2 separate regions of the Neogale vison genome follow, and region 2 is linked to region 1. The links are chromatin contacts, called in public Hi-C maps. All regions are on one chromosome and are shown on one strand. The core of a region is the stretch at or near the end of the contact, and the rest is flanking DNA. Distances in the headings are between cores, read along the strand shown. Region 1 holds the start of DDX39A (ATP-dependent RNA helicase DDX39A). Region 2 holds the start of C6H19orf67 (UPF0575 protein C19orf67 homolog).

The links. Hi-C and Micro-C count contacts between places; a contact is called where the count stands out from the background.
Region 2: a contact with region 1 is called in a Hi-C map of fibroblasts, with 9 times the contacts expected there. The contact joins the promoter of C6H19orf67 here to the promoter of DDX39A in region 1. A contact is called at or near these places in 2 of 3 Hi-C or Micro-C datasets (fibroblasts and muscle).

Annotation. Positions count from the first base shown.
Region 1 is chr6:210,092,214-210,095,441 of ASM_NN_V1, reverse strand. It overlaps DDX39A (ATP-dependent RNA helicase DDX39A), which reads left to right and starts at 1,648. Exons shown (of 11, transcript XM_044253819.1): 1 at 1,648-1,763.
Region 2 is chr6:214,736,664-214,739,471 of ASM_NN_V1, reverse strand. It overlaps C6H19orf67 (UPF0575 protein C19orf67 homolog), which reads right to left and starts at 1,470. Exons shown (of 6, transcript XM_044255378.1): 1 at 1,136-1,470; 2 at 303-447; 3 at 81-181. The coding sequence starts at 1,470.

The sequences.
Region 1 (3,228 bases), core at 399-2,898:
TCAAGCTGGGTACACAGGAGGTGCTCAATAAGTGTTATGGTACCTACAATATCTACCTTTATTATATAAAGCCTTCCTCTCAATTGACTGGTTTCTCTTTATTGGGCTTTTTGACTGAAGTTGTACCTCTGGCGGTTTTCAGCTCTGAATCTGTTGTCTAGAACATCGACCCCAAAAGAGCCTACACTAAATGAAAGTGAAAGGCTAGACTCTCCCTGGAGAACTGTGGAGCAAGGTTTAACTGTGTCAGGGGCTTGGGGAGATTGGATTGCTGTGGCAGGATTATTATGTTTGACCAGCTTATCTCCCTCCCCTCCATTTCCCCCCACCATCCCAAATCCCCAAATCAAAACACAGCTGAGAAAGACTGATGATACCAGGTAACTGGAACTTTCACAGGGTGCCCAGTGGGAGTGTAAAGAAGAACAACTTAGGAAAACTGTCACGATCTACTAAAATTGAACATATACATGACCTACAGCCTACCATTCCATTCCTTGGCATTTGCCCTGGAGAAGTGAACTTACGTTCATGAAAATACTTCTACAAGCTTCATTAATAACGGCCAAACACTAGGAACAACCAAATGGCCGTTAGTGGGTGAATGGAGAACTTATATTGGTTATATTGTAGTATAGCCACATTGTGGACTACTATTCAGCAAGGAATAACTATTGATACAGGCAGCACATGGACAAATCTAAAAAACAACAACAACCAGTTTTTTGAGCAAAAGAAGCCAGATAAAAAAGACAAACTATTGCATGCTTCTGTTTTTACGAAATTCAAGAGCACAACTAATCCATCATTATAGAACTACAAATAGTGTTTTTGCCTGGTTAGGGGTCAGGGAGAAGAGGGCGGTTCACCTGAGAGGGGCACAACAGAACTTTCTGGGATGTTGGAAATGTTCTGTATCTTCATTGGGCAATTGTCACTGGCTGTCAATCTTCAAAACTCAGTGGACCTTTTCTTTTTACTATAAACTTTTACCTCAGTAAAGTACCGGAAGTGGGGGGTGGTGGTGGTGGTGGTGGGTAAGGTGGAGAAAATATAATACAAAGAAAAAGTAAAAATAATAATAATAATACGAAGAAAAAGAAAAAAAAAAGTTTTATGACTAAAACATCTTGGTTTGGGTTTTGTGGCCTGAACCTGTATGTCCACCAGCACAGTCTGACCCAGGGCAAGACTCTCAGCAAATGGGAACTGTCACGGTGGGTGCAAACTGTCTTCATCCTGCAGTCATTCCGACCTCCCAATCCTGTTCAGGACTCTTTCAGAGCCTCCACCCTGGACTACCAAGTGGCCGCGGGCACACGCCCACTTCAAGAGCCCTGAATTCCATGCCAGGCGTAGAAGCCACGTAACAGAAAGGCGAGACACTTGCCAAAAGCAAACCATCCCCGACTTCAGCTGCCAGTACTAAATATGGAGACGCCAGCCGAAGGCAAACCGCCAGTCACGTGACAGCGCACGGCCTCACGTCGGCCTCAGCCCAGGGCGCCTACTTTCAGATTGACCAATGAACCCGAGGCAAAAGGCACGCCCTGTTTCCTCTCTTCACCAATAGCCTCCAGACGCCTCCTGCAGGACCCAATCATCGCTTCCGCCTCTCTTGAATGAAAAGGCAGCAGTCCACTAAGCAGAGCCGCAGTCGGACGTAGGAGGCAGGAAGCCCTACAGCTCGTGTTGGGGCGCGAGACCGGTAACCGGAGTCGGACGGCACTTCTCGCAGCACGCGGAGGCGAACGGGGTGCCAGGTGAGCGATGGGCCGGGGGCGCGGGGCCGCGGTGCAGAGACTTCGGACTTGCGGGCGAGCTGGCGAGGAGAGACGCCGGGGGCTAAGGGGAAGAGGAAGAGGAGCGGGCGCGAGACAAGGCGGGGCGGGGCGGTTGGGGCACCCGGCGCGCGGGTTCGGCCGTTGAATGCCACCGCGCATGCGCAAAGGGGGACCGTGGCTGTTGGCGGGCGAGGATCATGCCCGCTTCCGGGAGTAGGCTGTCTGTCATGGCGGCCCACGGGTCGAACCCGATTTGGAGAGAAAGCCTTTCTGTCCGAGAAGACCGCCTAGGCTGTTTGGGGAGGGACTGGGGAGGGGGCGACGCCAGGGTCTGAGGTTGCGGTGGCGGAAACCCGAGCTTGTAGACGGGACAGGCTTCCCCAAGTCCGAGGGACTTGCCTACCCCCACTTTGCTGTGTTTTTGCTCTGTGTTTAGGGGATTCGGGGTTCCAGAGATTTAGAGCAAAAAAGATGTTTCAGACGCAAACTGAGGTGGAAGTCTTCCCTGGGGGCACTTTGACAGTGAATGGGTACCCGTGGGTGTGTCTAAATTGTCACTTTTCCGGTGTCCGCTTTCAAGGGCCTCAGCAGTCGCAGCTGTCCCCGCTGGGTGGGACAAACCCCAACAGCCCTTGTCCACTCTAATTTGTTTTGAACTGTACATGTTGTCTGACCACTTTCTAGGAAAATTTGTGCCTCAAACTCAGGCTGTCCTGAATCTCTCTCCTTAAGAACAAAACGATTTATTTTGATCTGTATCTTTTAAATGCACCATCTCTTCTTGGTCACCAGGTTTGACGGTGAGTAGGTGACTCTAGTTCTTCTCTGCCCAGGGAGTACCTGCCCTGCTGAATGTTCCACCTTCTTCCCTCATAGCGCCCCCACGCTGGTTAATCCTCTTTTGGTGACTGGTTTTCCCTGTTTCTGGTCTCATTCCCCATTCATCTACTCTGGAGTAAATTGCTCTGGGACAACTGAGTCACTTAAGAATTTAATCAGCGATTCCCTATAGGTTAGCAAATAAAGTATGAATGCCCTCCACTGGAACAGCTTTCTCAGCTTTGTCCTTTGCCTCTACTTCTACCAGCCAGTGTTGCTCTCCATTCCTCACAAGGGCCTGGTGTTTTGGGACTGACCTTTCCTAGCTCCTGTTCTTTTCTCTGCTGCCTGGGAACTAACCCCTTCCTGTTCAGATTACTTTTTTTTTTTTTCCCCCCCAAGAATTAGTAAGGGTATATGCATACTTTAGTGCTTAAACTCTGTCTTGAGGCCTCAATTCTAATTCTGTTCATTCAGCCCTTGTTGTTAAGTGCTTATCTGTTTTAGGCTCTGGGCAAAAGGGCTATCAGGCATGACCTTAAAAAGGGTGCTTTTTAGGTGTGGCCTGCAAGAAGTACCCTTCTGGAGCAAGAGGTCTGAAGGAAGTAGGGGGATTGATGTCCAT
Region 2 (2,808 bases), core at 221-2,720, 4.6 Mb before region 1:
GAAATGGGAGAGTCGGGAGTGAGGCTGGGCTCTGGACTCCACCCTCTCCCCATCCCCATTCCTGTGTCCTACCCTTTTACCTTAGGGGGTCCGTATCCTCCAGGTCCACAAACCCAAAGGAGGCATACATGAGGACCAGCTGTTCCAGGCGCAGGGTCAGCTGTTGGGAGATCTCCAACAGCTGCATGGAAGAAGGGGTGTAATGAGATTAGCTGGCCTACCAGGATCGCCCTCCCTCACCCTCTCCCACTCCTGAGGGGTGAAGAAAGGGGCATAGGGTCTAGGAAATCTGCTCCACACACCCCCTTTCGGACCAGCTCCTGCAGGGCTCCATAGATGGGGGGCACACTCCGTGCAGCTGCCTCCAGGTAGAGAAAGTAGGGCTCACACATCTGTAAGAAGGTGGGCATGGCCTTTGCCAGCTGTTCCTTCTGTACTCGGTCCCTGCTAAAGGGAAAAGAGGGCCTTTGCCTGGGGTCCCTCACTCCCCATTTCCCATTCTACTCACTGCTGACTTGTACTCCTGGCCTGGACCCCCTATTAAAAATTCCGCCTGCGCCAGGCCTTTCTCAGAGTATCTTCTGGGACCATTTCCATCAAAATAATTGGGAACACTTGTTAAGATGCTGACACCTGAGTTCTACCACTGACTTTAACTCAAAATTTCCTGTAGGGTGGAGCCCAGAAATTTAGGGTTTAAACAGCCTCCCCAAGAATTCCAATGGATACTGAAATGTAAGAATTTCAGTCCCTTTCCCCCTGGGTTGGGCATCATGCTATACTTTGGTGACGGTCGTGGTGGGGTTCTCACACTGGTAGCCAGCTGGGCCAAATCTGGCACAGATTGGTTTTGTTTAGCCTGCCCAGAGTTCAAAGTGTAAGCCAACAGTTAAAAACTGGGAGAAAAGTCCTCATGAATTGGGGGCCCCTGGGGGCCACCTAATAGCAGGCACTCCCTAACCCCAAATTTCTACACAGTTCTTATCACTCTTCGAGATGGGATCCGCAATCAACTAGCTTCATTTACGGTTTCTGGCTCCTGGTGCTTTTGAGTTTGGGAACCTAGCGTGTGTTGCCCACCTACTACCCTCTCCCCAGTCTCATTCTCAGGACCTAGGACCCCAACCAGAATCACCTGTAAAGCAAGTAGCTCTGGAAATCATCTGCCTTCTTGAGCAGGTAGCGGAGCTGTTCGGTGATGGGGCTGAACATGGTGTCCAAGGGTAGGCGAGGAGGGGCGGGGCCTGGGCCGGGGGCCAGGGGCTCCGGGGAAGGAGTAGCCGTAGAGGCCTCCGGCAGCTGCCCCTGGACATCCTCCGGTTCTGCCTCCGGGGGGTTCCCAGGCCCGCCAGGGGACGCCGACCAGGAGGTGTCTCCGCAGGGCTGCGCCCCAGGTTCCAAGTCGCCCGGGGGCGGTGTTTCCCCAGGGCCCGGGGGGAGCGGCTCCACGAACCACTGCTCGGTAGCCATCGTAGGGTCGCAGGCGAGGACCGCAGCTCTTTAAGCCTCCGCCGCTCACGTTGGCCGCGGGTTCGACCCCGCCCCGGGAACCTCGGACTTGCCGGGACTGGGAATGCGGCCCCCCTCCGACTCGCCCCTGCCTCGACCTCTCCGCCCGCGCGGCGCCGCACGGAGGGAGTTCGCCTCGTTTGAATTTCAACACGCGGGAGGGGCGCGCCTCTCTGGTAGGCGCTGCGCGCCCGCCGGGCCCCGCGCACATGCGCGCTCCCGGAACCTGGCTTGGGGGACGCGTCCAGATAAAGAGGCGTCCTGGGCCGGTGCTGGCGCGGTCCCGTCCTGGGGTGCCAGCACTTTTCTTCTAGGCTGCTTCCTAGGGAAGAGGGGTCTTTATCGAGCCTCCAAACCGGGGGTGCAGGTACATGAAGGGAGGACGCCCCTGCTGCGTAGAGTCTGACTCTGGCCCCCGAATCTGTATATTTTTAAAGAAACTCTAATGGGGGGCACCTGGGTGGCTCACAGGGTTAAAGCCTCTGCCTTCGGCTCAGGTCATGATCCCAGGGTCCTGGAATCGAGCCCCGCATCGGGCTCTCTGCTCAGCGGGAAGCCTGCTTCCTCCTCTCTCTCTGCCTGCCTCTCTGCCTACTTGTGATCTCTGTCAGATAAATAAATAAAATCTTTAAAAAAAATAAAAAAAAGAAGCTCGAATGGAGTTGGAAAACTGCATTTGAACTTAGTAGGGACTTGTGATGTCAGTAGCTGTTCCAACTGGTAACAATACTAAAAATCTTCACTTGGAAAAAGGTGCGGGTCCCATGATCTCATCCCTTCCGTTCCTTTTAATTGGCCCAGACCGGGAGGCTTGGAGACCCTACCATGGGTCCAGAACAGACCCCTGCCCCCAACACTTAGAGACTAGATTCTTGGTGGTGTGCCAAAGCTGACAGACATACAGCTAGGAAGCCAAATACATTCATTACACTTAAAAAGACTCTGGGTAAAGAACTCAGACAGGTGTCTGACCCCACCCCCTGAGACCCTGAGCAAGCATCTTTGCTGTGCTGAGCCAGTTGCCTCTTCCAGAAAGTGGTGTTTTATGAGCTCTCTGCCTATGGGGCTGCAGAGAGAACAACCGAGAAAATGCTCATAAAGCTTAGTTAGCTGCTGGTCACTCAACAAATATTTGAGCACCTACTGTGTGCCTGGGCACTGTTCTGAGCATGGAAAGGTGACCCAACTAGGCAAATATTCCTGCTCTCCTGCAGCACTTCCTGTCTTAGCTGGCTGTCAAGCAGCCCCACACACTACCTATCTTCCTCCTCAAACAATTTTGTCTGAACCCTAGACTCT